Regions from separate parts of the Ovis aries genome. Here region 1 is linked to region 2. Evidence: chromatin contacts called from public Hi-C data. All regions are on one chromosome and are shown on one strand. The core of a region is the stretch at or near the end of the contact, and the rest is flanking DNA. Distances in the headings are between cores, read along the strand shown. Region 1 holds the start of ADCK2 (aarF domain containing kinase 2). Region 2 overlaps DENND2A (DENN domain containing 2A).

What was found. A called contact is a pair of places that touch in the nucleus more often than the background predicts.
Region 1: a Hi-C map of liver shows a contact between it and region 2, with 4 times the contacts expected there. The contact joins the promoter of ADCK2 here to the enhancer-like site in region 2. A contact is called at or near these places in 13 of 16 Hi-C or Micro-C datasets (blood, hypothalamus, liver and 7 more).

Annotation. Positions count from the first base shown.
Region 1 is chr4:105,417,041-105,422,523 of ARS-UI_Ramb_v3.0, reverse strand. ADCK2 (aarF domain containing kinase 2) reads right to left here and starts at 3,707. Exons shown (of 8, transcript XM_004008109.5): 1 at 2,105-3,707; 2 at 263-409. The coding sequence starts at 3,037. LOC132659768 (a long non-coding RNA gene) reads left to right here and starts at 3,745. Exons shown (of 3, transcript XR_009600546.1): 1 at 3,745-3,948; 2 at 4,322-4,548.
Region 2 is chr4:105,302,863-105,308,012 of ARS-UI_Ramb_v3.0, reverse strand. DENND2A (DENN domain containing 2A) reads left to right here. Exons shown (of 20, transcript XM_060415154.1): 19 at 905-991; 20 at 1,891-2,234. The coding sequence ends at 1,922. LOC132659769 (a long non-coding RNA gene) reads right to left here. Exons shown (of 2, transcript XR_009600547.1): 2 at 1,940-5,150. Among named protein-coding and RNA genes, the nearest start is that of MKRN1, 36 kb to the right of the region's middle. Within about 2 kb of position 2,337, at least 5 of the 54 cell types and tissues checked have an H3K27ac peak or open chromatin away from gene starts, as enhancers often do. A contact at or near this core is called in liver, where this site is marked.

The sequences.
Region 1 (5,483 bases), core at 2,458-4,957, 110 kb before region 2:
TAACAGTGGAGTGGAACTCCCACCTGCTCCCTCAGTTTACCTGCATGGAACTTCCACAGAATAGCAAGAAATAACCTTGCTGCCTTAACTCACTGAGGTTTGGATATTCTCTGTTATATCAGCTAGCATCACCTATCCTGACTAATATTCTACATTAGCCATAGTGCCCTGGGAAAATGCTCATCCATTCAGCATTTACTAAGCAGCTACTAACAGCAAAAACTGTCATGTGCTATTTACGATTGAGAGAAGGCGAATTCACCTGTTGCACCATGAGCTTCTCAAATTCTTCCACGATCTCAGGCAAGCTGAGCCACTTGATTCCTGGCAAAAGTGCGAGGACCCGGCTGCCCATCTTCATCAGCAGCAGGTCCATCTGCACCTGAGCGAGCAGGCCGGGGTGCAACACCTGCCAGGAGAGCAACAGTGAGACAGAGGAGGGATCAATCAGGAGGGCACATTTGCCTAGCCAGGGCTGGGTCCCACCATCAAAAGAGGTCTAGGGGACTTCCCTGGCAATTCAGCAGTTAAGACTCTGTGCTTCCAATGCAGGGGGTGCAGGTTCGATCCCTGGTTGAGAAATGAAGGTCACATGTGCCTTGTGGTGCAGGCAACGTCCCCCCCACCACCCCCCAGCAAAAAAAAGGACAATCAGCTGGCCGAGGGGAAGCAAGTCCAACACCCATTCCTTTGTGCCTTCCTGAGTGGACAGGAGGGCTGCTCCCCTGAGCGGCACTCAGCTTTGCTGGGAAGAATAGGTTGGCCTCCCTTCCAGATACACTGAGCTTAGATCAGCGGCTCCCAAACATCAGCGAGCATAAAAGCCAACATAGGCTGCTTGGTAAAAGTGTGGAGCCCCAGCCTCCTCCAGGACCTACTGAATCAGACTGGCTGGGAGGCGGGGTGGAAATGTGCATTTTACTGAGTGTCCAGGTAACTGGGTCAGGTAGTCCCAAGCCTGCAAAATACTGCTCTAGAGTCACAGGACTCCAGAGGTGAGATGCAAAGAGCTCTGGGTTTCAAACACTCCAGTTCTATAACTCATCTCCTGTATGAAACTGGACTGGCCACTAAGCCTCTTCTCAGCCTCCTGTTCCATCATTTAAAACACGCAGATCACAGCCTCTACCTCCACCACAAATCCTTTTCAGAATAAAGTGGAATGTAAATAAACATGTAAGAAAAACTAGTCCAGGGACTTCCTTGGTGATCCAGTGGCTAAGTCTCTGGGCTCCCACTGCAGGGGGCCCAGGTTCAACCCTTGTTGGGAGAAGGAGATCCCGCGTGCCACAGCTAAGAACCAGCACAGCCAAATAAATAAGCAAATGTTTTTTTGAACCTGTTTAAAAAAAAAAATGCCCATCTCAGGTACCTCATACATATGAAATAAAGCATCTGACTTGATGGCACATCTACTCCTTTAGTCTCCCACAGAGCAAAGGGAAACTTAAAGATACTTTGGACAAGTGTTTCCTAAACATGCCTGATGTTGCGACTCATTTGCAGCAATTATAAAAGGCCAGGTCAGGCTCTCCCCTTGGAAATTATGAATTCAGCCTGTCTCAGTGAGGCACCCATGGGAGGGATTTTTCTGTGAGGGTGAGAGCACCAGGGTATTGGCTACTAGGACCGCTAGTTCTCCTGGGGGTGTTCGGATCAGGAATGGAAAGGTGTGGAGAGGAGAGATGATGGAGCCGGGCAGGGGTAACTGGAAATGAACCGAGAAGGAAGCTGATGTTGTAAAAATGAACGCTGCCCTCTTGGATTTGCCACAGTAACACCTAACCTAGTCTGTCTCCCATTTATCCTGACCCCAGAGCCAAGAGGTCAGCCGGATGGATGATGGGTCCTCCCCCCGCAGAGACAGCCAACTCCACAGCCTCTTCATCTTCCTTTTTCAGGCCATTCGCATCACTCTCCTTCAAGCCAAGAAATCAAACAGCTTGTGTGTCACAGGTACTCAGATAATGGTCAAGCTGAAAGAAATCAACGGAAGGCACCATGGGGTAATTTGCAAAGGGTTGTATCCTGACCTGGGTAGCCCCGTGGAGTTGGTGAGGTTTTAGAGATGGGAGGGCCTGGCTGCAAACATCAGAACACTTACTTTCACGGCCACGGGGACGAGGTGATCTGGCTCCTGTTCATGGGCGGTCCCTGAAGCCTGAGACAAGGATGCATTGGATCCAACCAGGTCCGCTTTAGGGAAGAGCAGCCTTTCTACAAACGACTGGTCGGCAAGACTCTCTTGAGGCCTCCCCGCCTTCTCCAGGCGTCCAGAGAGCTCGCCCAGCCCCCCAGCTGCCCCAGTTTCCGAGGAGAGCTGCAGTTTGGAGGCCGTAGCCAGTCTCTGGATGCTGTCGTTCTCCAGGAAGGCAGGATTGGCTCGCGCTTTGTACACTTGGGCCACGCAGCCGGAACCCACTGGCTCCTGCTTCTCAAAGAAGAGGACCCTCTCCCAGTCCTCCCCAAAGGCCTGGCGCAGGAAGTGTTCGGTGTGAGTCCAAGGATGGGGCGACACCTGGACGTGCAGCCTGGAGAACTGGGCGCAGAACGCCTCTGAGAAGAGATCCCGCCGGGTGCTGGCCCATTGGCCCAACTTGATGTAGGTGGGGCCCGAGGTCTCGGTGGCTTTCAGAAGCAGGTGGAGCCAGAGACTGGAGACACTGGGAGCCAGATAGGTGAGGGGATAGAGTAGGAGGAGGGGGAAGAATTTCACCAAGAGAGCCCCTGCTCTGAGCCAGATGCGCACGTGCAGGAGGAGCCAGCCCAGCCGCCCCTCCGTAGGGACTCTTTCCAGCGGCCCATTTTCAGCCAGGTCACTCCAACTGGTGGTCTGTCGACGTACGCTCTCCGGAGCCCCCTTGCCAATGTCCTCACAGGTGGAGACGAGTTTGGGCAAAGTGCCAAGCAGAAGCCAACAGAGTCTAGCCTTGCGACAGCCCCCAGAGGGTCTCAGAAGGCCGAGTTCCTTTCTGAGCGCAAAACCTCTCAAGTGCGCCAAGCAGACCCTGAGAGAGAAGCGCCAGGGGGTCACCATCCTCTCCCAGAGGTCACGGCCTCGGCTGCCTGCCTCCACTTAAGGAGGGCCCATCTATGTTCCTTCTTTCCGCAAGGACGACATGAGTCCGGGCCTCCGCCGAGTATTCCGTTTAAGAGCGGGGCAGCAGCGAGATGAAGGGGGCGCGCAGACCTGGCCGCCCGTGTGCAGTCCCCAGGACAGGGACGTGACCTGCGCGAGGTGGCCGCGCGGGCGGAGACGGAGCCGGGCGACCGCAGGGTCACCGCGCACGCCCGCCGGCGCCAGAGTGCACCCGCCGAGGGCCAGGACGCAGCAGGGCTGCGCGGAGAGGGGCGCGAGGGGGACCGATCGGAGGGCCGCGGTGCGGAGAGCCTGATGGGGGTGAGGAAGAACCAGATAAGGCGAGGGGTGGAGAGCTGGGGCCGGGGGCGGGGGCAGCGCGAACGGTCGAGGACCAAGGCAGCGAGCGCGCGGTGGGGAGGAGTCGGGTGGGGGCTCCAGAGAGCCGAGGTCCCAAGGGCAGTGGAGGTCTGGGCGCCAGGGGCGGGGAAGGGGAGCGGAGGGTCGCGGAGCGGAGTACCGGAGATAGGGACTCGGAGGGGCCGGGGGTCCGAGGACCGGGGATCCGGACCCGGGGGGGCCGGGGAGCAGGGATCCCGACGCCCAGGCCGCGCGACGCGCGTCTTCCGGGACCGCCCGCCCGCCGGCTCGGGAACCGCCCCTTTAAAGCGAACGCGACCCAGACTCCGGCAGAGATTCACCCGGCCCTCGGGTCCTGGGGTCCCACAAATAGAATTAACGCCAAACGCGCCCTCCACACCCGGTCTCTCCACTGTGCCTCTGTCTCTCCAATGACATTGTAGCTTTCCTTACAAACAGCGTGGAAACGCGGGAATGCCGGGGATATTGATAGCCGGTTCCTGAACAAGGTCTGGTTTTCAGTTGAGCGGGATCGGGAGGGTGGTGGGAGGAGCTGGGTGGGGGGTGTTGTCCTTGGACGGCGGGATTCCCAGGCTGCCCTGATTTGGGGAACGTGTTTGAACCCGGGGCTGTGGCTCCGGAAAGAGTGATCATTCATTCAACCAAGTCTATATTTCTTAAACTCCATCTAATATTTATCGAGGCTCAATAATATCTACCGTGCGAGGTCCTGGGAACATGGAAACACACATCCTGACCTTGCAGGCTCATCACTTTTGAGGAAGATCTCACCATGAAAGAAGGGAACAATGCGGACGATGCCGAGCTGGGCCCTGCGGGGCTCCTGGACACGAAGGTCTCTTTGTCCCCCATTTCTTGTAGGCAAGACTCCAGCCTCCATGACCTTCTCTGAGTCCCAAAGGGCAGAACAGTTGCTAATCAAGGGAGGAGCAGCCAGGAAACCACCTGAGGCACGATTAAAGGGTATTCAAGAATTAGGAGACCTAACCATCCAAGCCGCTGCACACCCTAACCTTGTCAGCAACCTCACCCTTTTGAAACTTTGCAGAAGAAGAATGCAAGACTGTTACCGTCTTGATCCTTCTCAGGTACCTTGCCAGACTATATAACCCCTCCCTCTTTACCAGGGAGGGGGGCACAGTTCTTGAGGCACTAGCCTACTGTGTTCCCCCTTTGTCTGGCGAATGAATAAAGCCGCTCTTTCCTTCTCCTCCATAACTCTGTCTCCATATTTCTGTTTGGCACTGGTGCACAGAGCCAAGATTTGGGCAACAAGGAGAACCCCCCAGGATGGCAGCTATTTGGGAGAAGAGGGGAGGGTGGTACGGGTGGGAGGGTGTTCAGCCGCAAAAAGAATTAAGCCCCCAAATAGGAAGATGTTTGCTGTGAGGTTCTGAGGGAGTTTTTTTAAACTGTGAAGAACCAGAGAAGGCCAGATAGCCCTAGAAAGCAAAGAGGAGCAGAGCAGAGCTTGGAAATCAGTCAGGACAGCCAGGGAAGGCCAGTGGGCATCTGCTCTGCTGTTTGGGGCTTGGAGGCTGACTGCGCTGGGGTACCACAGTCACCTCTACATTCACGACCCTTTATCTCTACGTGGGTGACAGCCTTCCAGAGAAGTCTGCCAGGGACTCACAAGTGGAAAGACCCTGGAGACGTGGCCCATGCCTGCTGCTGGAAGTGTGACTGCCACTCACAGCCTAAGGACTGCGGGAAAACTTGGTGACTCTTGCACTGCAGGCTAACAATCCAACTCCCATTTCCCAAGATGTGCAGACCCTTTTTGAAGTTCCCAAGACAGAAGTCATACCTAACTCCGCTGGTTTTAAGTATGGCCAGCCATTAACTATACCCTCCAAGCTTCAGAGTACAAAATGAAATGGGGCAAAGGCTAATAAGAATTTTGCCAAGAGAATCCACTGGTCATAGCAAACACCTTCCAACAACACAAGAGATGACACTACACATGGACGTCGCCAGATGGTCAATACTGAAATCAGATTGATTATATTCTTTGCAGCTGAAG
Region 2 (5,150 bases), core at 1,088-3,587:
TCCTATCTCTTTCTTCCATGCTCTTTAAGTCCTTTGAGGAATCTGAAAGCTAGAAATATCAGGAAAGGCTGCCCCAGGTGGGACCTACGCCAGAGGACCGGAGAGACAGATAGATGATTAACCCTGAGGAGAGGCCACCCAGTGACAAGGGTCGGGGGTGCGGGAGCAGCTGGCCCAGGCCTGGGTGTCCTCTGGTGCCGTGATCGCAGACCCTGAGCTAAGGCAGCAAAGCTCCACATCCCCAGAGCTCTGTGCAATGCAGAAAGGGGGGCTGTCGTACTTCAGATGATTCTGATGAGGGTATCTGGAGAGACAAGAGAAGGTGGGTTAGAGCCTAGGAGGAGGCACACGACTCCTGATGAAGAATTCACTAGAAGGCCTCCCGAGTACACCCACGGATCACTGTTTGATAGAAGATCAGGGGGAGATGAAGACAGTAGCCTGAGGCTCCAGCCCTGGGTGAGAACCGAAGGTCCCTGCCTGATGAGGTGACCCGCCCGCCCCGCCCTCCTGAGTCCCTAGACAGGAGCCAGACTCCCAGGAGGCAGGCCACTTGGTCAGGGGCCCTCTTACGGGAGATCTCAAGGAGACGGGAAGGGCCAGGACTGTCTGGTTCTTCTCTGAAACCACAGGCCTGACACAGTGCAGGTGCTTGGAAGGTGTTCGTCGAGGGAAAACAGGACTTCATGGACGAGCTAGCTTTACAGCTTTCCAAAGACAGTTACTGCACAAGGCTGGGCAATTATAAGGTCAGGAAAAAAAACCCTTTTAAATCTTACAATTCAGAGCATGTTTATAGAGCAGCTCCGTCTCAGCTTCTCTTGTCTGCAGCAGTAAGGAAACGAACACGTGTAGAAGCAACGAGAGAAGGAGCTAAACTAGTTAGGATTTCTCTTGTCAACAGGTCTATTTGAGGTCCGAGCCCAGGAGTACCTGGAAACACTCCCCAGCGGAGAACACAGCGGTGTCAACAAGTTCCTGAAGGGACTAGGTGAGGCCCAGGGGTCTGGGTTCCCGGCAGCAGCCCCCGGGGCCACGGGGTCTTGGCCAGTTCCTGCCACTGGGGCCGGGGCTCATGACGCTGACCTCTGAGGCCTGCGCCCACTGGGCCCAGTTGGCATCTTACCACCCTCCTGTCCTGCCCTGTCCCCGGAGCGGAAGCTAAGGACATACGGCCCCCTCCCTGCCCTCCTGGGCCCTGACTGCGTTGCTCTTCTTTCAGTCTTACCTCCCACAGCTTCAGTCTTTTGGGGAGTGGGGCTTAGAAATATGATGAATGGAACCAGAGAAGGGGGCCTGGAGGTAGAGACCTGGGCCAGTCTCCAGATGACCCTGAATAGTGGAAATGTAAAAATTTCAGTAAGGACTGCAGTTTAACCAGCCAAAAAAGGCCCTTGCTAGGAAATGGAGGAGGAGAAGAAAGCAAAAAGCATGAGAGAGGGAGGGAGCAGGCCCCAGTGAGGAAGAGCTGCGGTAAGGCCAGCCCCCGCAGGGCCTGCAGGGGTCCTGCTTAGAGCCTCACCCGGGGGCTGGTGCCTGGGAAGGGACCACCGACCTCCTGCAAGGCTGGGCCTGCGTTTGTCCCCCCTCGGCTCCCAGGGAGGCGTGACAGTCCGTGCTTCCTGTGTCATCATTTCAGAAGCAACTGATAGTCTGCAGCTCTGACAGTCTTCCCTTCAAAAGATCCCTGTTCACAGGGGAGGCGCATGAGGAGTGCAGGGGGCACGCAGGCAGGGGAATCCCCCCCCAACTTCTCCTGGGCCCTGGGGTGAAGCTCGGGGGGCGGTGTGGGAGCCCCAGCTGTCCACACCACAGCTGGTGTGAAAAGGGCAGGATTTTAACTCAGCTCCTCTGTCTGCCTGGTGCGATGTTCTTGTTTTCTTTTTTTAGGCAATAAAATGAAGTTTCTCCACAAGAAATAGCCCTCAACCCAGAATCCAGGGAAAACTTCCTCCCAGGGCAACCACGTCTTAAAAATAGTCCTGGCGGCCTTCCTGAGAAGCCAGTCCTTGGTTGTCCCAGGTGCTGGGATGAAGGCCTGGATGGTTTCCGCCCACCCCTGGGGTGTCCTCAGGGACAGGACCCCAGAGCTGCAGGCAGGCAGCTTCTTCAGAACAGCATTGGACATGGGACCTGGGACCAGGCACGTTCAAAGGGATTGTTTTGGTTTGTTGGATTCGGGGCGTTTGTTTATTTTTTTTTTTAATCTTAGATATTAAAAAAGAAGAAGAAAAGTGTTTGGGTTTTCTTTTTATTACGCCAAGGCTAAGACAGCTGTCATGTCCTGTGTCATGAACCTTTCCCGGGTTCATCCTGCCTGGCAGCTCATGCTGGAGCCAAGGGGAGGAGACTGGGAAGGAGCTGCCCCCAGGGACTTGGAACCGAGATGCTCCCCGTGGCAGAACTGGGGACAGATTGGGGGGTCAAGGGAGAGACACCGTGGCAACACCCGCGGGCACTGCAGACCCCATGCCGCGGGTGTCAGGGCGGGAGTCCTCTCTGGGAAAGGATCGCAGGGAGTGGAGTGCGGTCTGTGCTGGAAAGGAGGACGGGACAGCAGCAGGATCTGGTTTCCTGGGATGAACAGCTCTTTCAGCCCGGCCGGTGACGCCACCTGCTGGCCGAGCCCACTTGTCGTCACGTCGCCAACGCCTCTGGTCCCAAATGGTCCTGATTCTCCTGGACGGCCTCTTTTCCCTCAGAGGCCGCAGAGCGCGCCCCTGCCCGGGATTCCACCACTTTTACAGGTATACACAAAAAGAGGCTATCTCTTCGTAAGATGTTAATAAAATATTCTTAGGGCCCTAAAGTTTATGATGCTGCTCACCTTAAAGTCCGCAACCCACAGCCATTCCTATTTTACTGCAAGAGATTTTCTCATCTCGTGTAGGGCCCAGAACAGCACGTGTAGTCGTACACGCCACACATGTAGGATGAATGGAGGGGCTTCTGTTGTCATCAAGAAGCAGCATCAACGTTGGGTACATACATGATTCGAATGAACTTACAAAAGGGAAAGAGACTCACAGACTTAGAGACCGAACCTATGGTTGCTGGGAGAGGTGGGGGAGAGATTGGGGGGAAGGGACAGTTAGGGAGCTGGAGACAGACATGTACACACTGCTATATTTAAAGTGCCTACTGTACGGCACAGAGAACGCTGCTCAGTGTTATGTGGCAGCCTGGATGGGAGGGGAGTTTGGGGGAGAATGGCTGTGTGTTTATGCATGGCTGGGTCCTTTCACTGTTCACCTGAAGCTATCACGTCTTTGTTAATCGGCTATACCCCAACACAAACTAAAAAGTGAGAAAAAAGGAGCATCAAAACTTTTTGCAGCGAGGGGAGGAAGCAGGAGGCGTGGGAGAAGGCTGCACTCCGGGGGGCGCCATCCTGCCCCAGTGGGAAGAAAGCCTTGGGCGACACAGGCATGCTCTCAAAGCAGGCCTCAGGGCCCCTCCACGGGCAACCCACTGCCTAGTGACCCACCAGGTGGGTTCCCTCTGGGTGGCACCAGGAACCCTACAAAAACACACAAAAGGAATGTGCTCTGACCCTGGCAATGACCCTGGGGCCTGGGCTGCCCAGCAGAGGTTCTTGACCTTTAAGGAGATGGGAGCAAAGAGTCTTCTGAGAAAAGGACGAGAGGAAAATGAGGAGAGGTCAACCTTTCACCCCGTACTAGGGGTTCTTAACTAAAGTCATGGTCCACCAAATTGTATCCAAGATTTGGTGTGTCCATTCATTTTGGGGGCAAGAATCCATAGTTTACATCAGATCTGAAAGGGTCCAAGGCCCCCCAAAAGGATAGGAACATAACAATTACCTAGGTGTATAGATATGTATGGTTGGGGGTTGGGGAAGACTGAAAGAGAATCTCTGGATGTGGGGACTCAGGAATTTGTAACAAGCGCCTCAGATTAGTTTATTAACACCAATATTCTGCCCAAAGATGATCACTTCCTTAATATTTTGGAATATACTTTCTTTTCTAACTTATTTCATATTATATTGTTTACTCAACACCTCTCAGTGAATAAATGTACACTTTTGTCAACATTTCCAATGGCTATGTAATATTCTGTTTTGCAGATATGATAAATGTTATGTTACCAACCCTCTCATGCATGCAAGATATTTCCAATTTTTAATATCATAAAGAGCATTGAGAAGAGCACCTTTGTAAAAGTTTCTTAGTACATATGCCTTGCTTTCAATTTTAAAGATTATTTCTTTACTTATTTTGGGCTGTACTGGGTCTTTGTTGCTGCGCGGACTTTTCTCTAGTTGCGGTGAGCAAGGACTGCTCTCTAGCTGTGGTGCGCGGGCTTCTTGTTGCGACGGTTTCTCTTGTCGCAGAGCATGGACTCTGGAGCACAGGCTCAGTAGCTGTGGTACACAGGTTGAGTTGCTCCGTGGCCTGTGGGATCTTCCGGACCAGGGATCAAACCCTGTCTGTGCCTCCTGCATTGGTAGGTGGATTCTTTACCACTGAGCCACCAGGGAAGCCCCAATTGTCATTTTTGCTTAAAGTAAATATATCTACAGAAAAGGGCTCAGATCATGAATACACAGCCTGGCAAACTTTCACAAAGGACCACATCCATGTACCGAGTCCAGGAGCAGAACATGACCGGATGCAGCTCACCTTACCAACATCCCTCCCACCCTACTCAGCATAAGTTCAAACTAAATCAGCTAAGGAAGTGCTTCATTTTGCAAAGTGGTAATTGAGGATGGGGAGCATCAGAAACCAGAGAGAAAAATAGGATTGTGATTCCCTGCTCACAGTCTAGGGCAGACCTTGGATGGAAAATGCTATTTGGGTTTAGAAACCAAGTGTGACCAAGAAACATGGGTGTGTTAGAACATGGCCACTCCACCTTTTCGTCTTACCGCACACCAACAGTCTGTCCAAGAACCAAGTCCTCTGATTCCATTTTAAAAAATTAAGAAAAAAGCCTCAGACATTTTCCAAGAAGAATGCGTATTTAGAAGCATTCCATTATCGTGTTTCAATTCCGGGTCAATCACATGGTCATGAAAACCAGCTGGAGCAGGACTTCTGGGTGGGTTCCATTGCTGTAGACTATCCAGGATACTAGTGGGCAAGGGAAGGGATGCGTGGGAGCAGGTGTGGTGGCATGTCTGG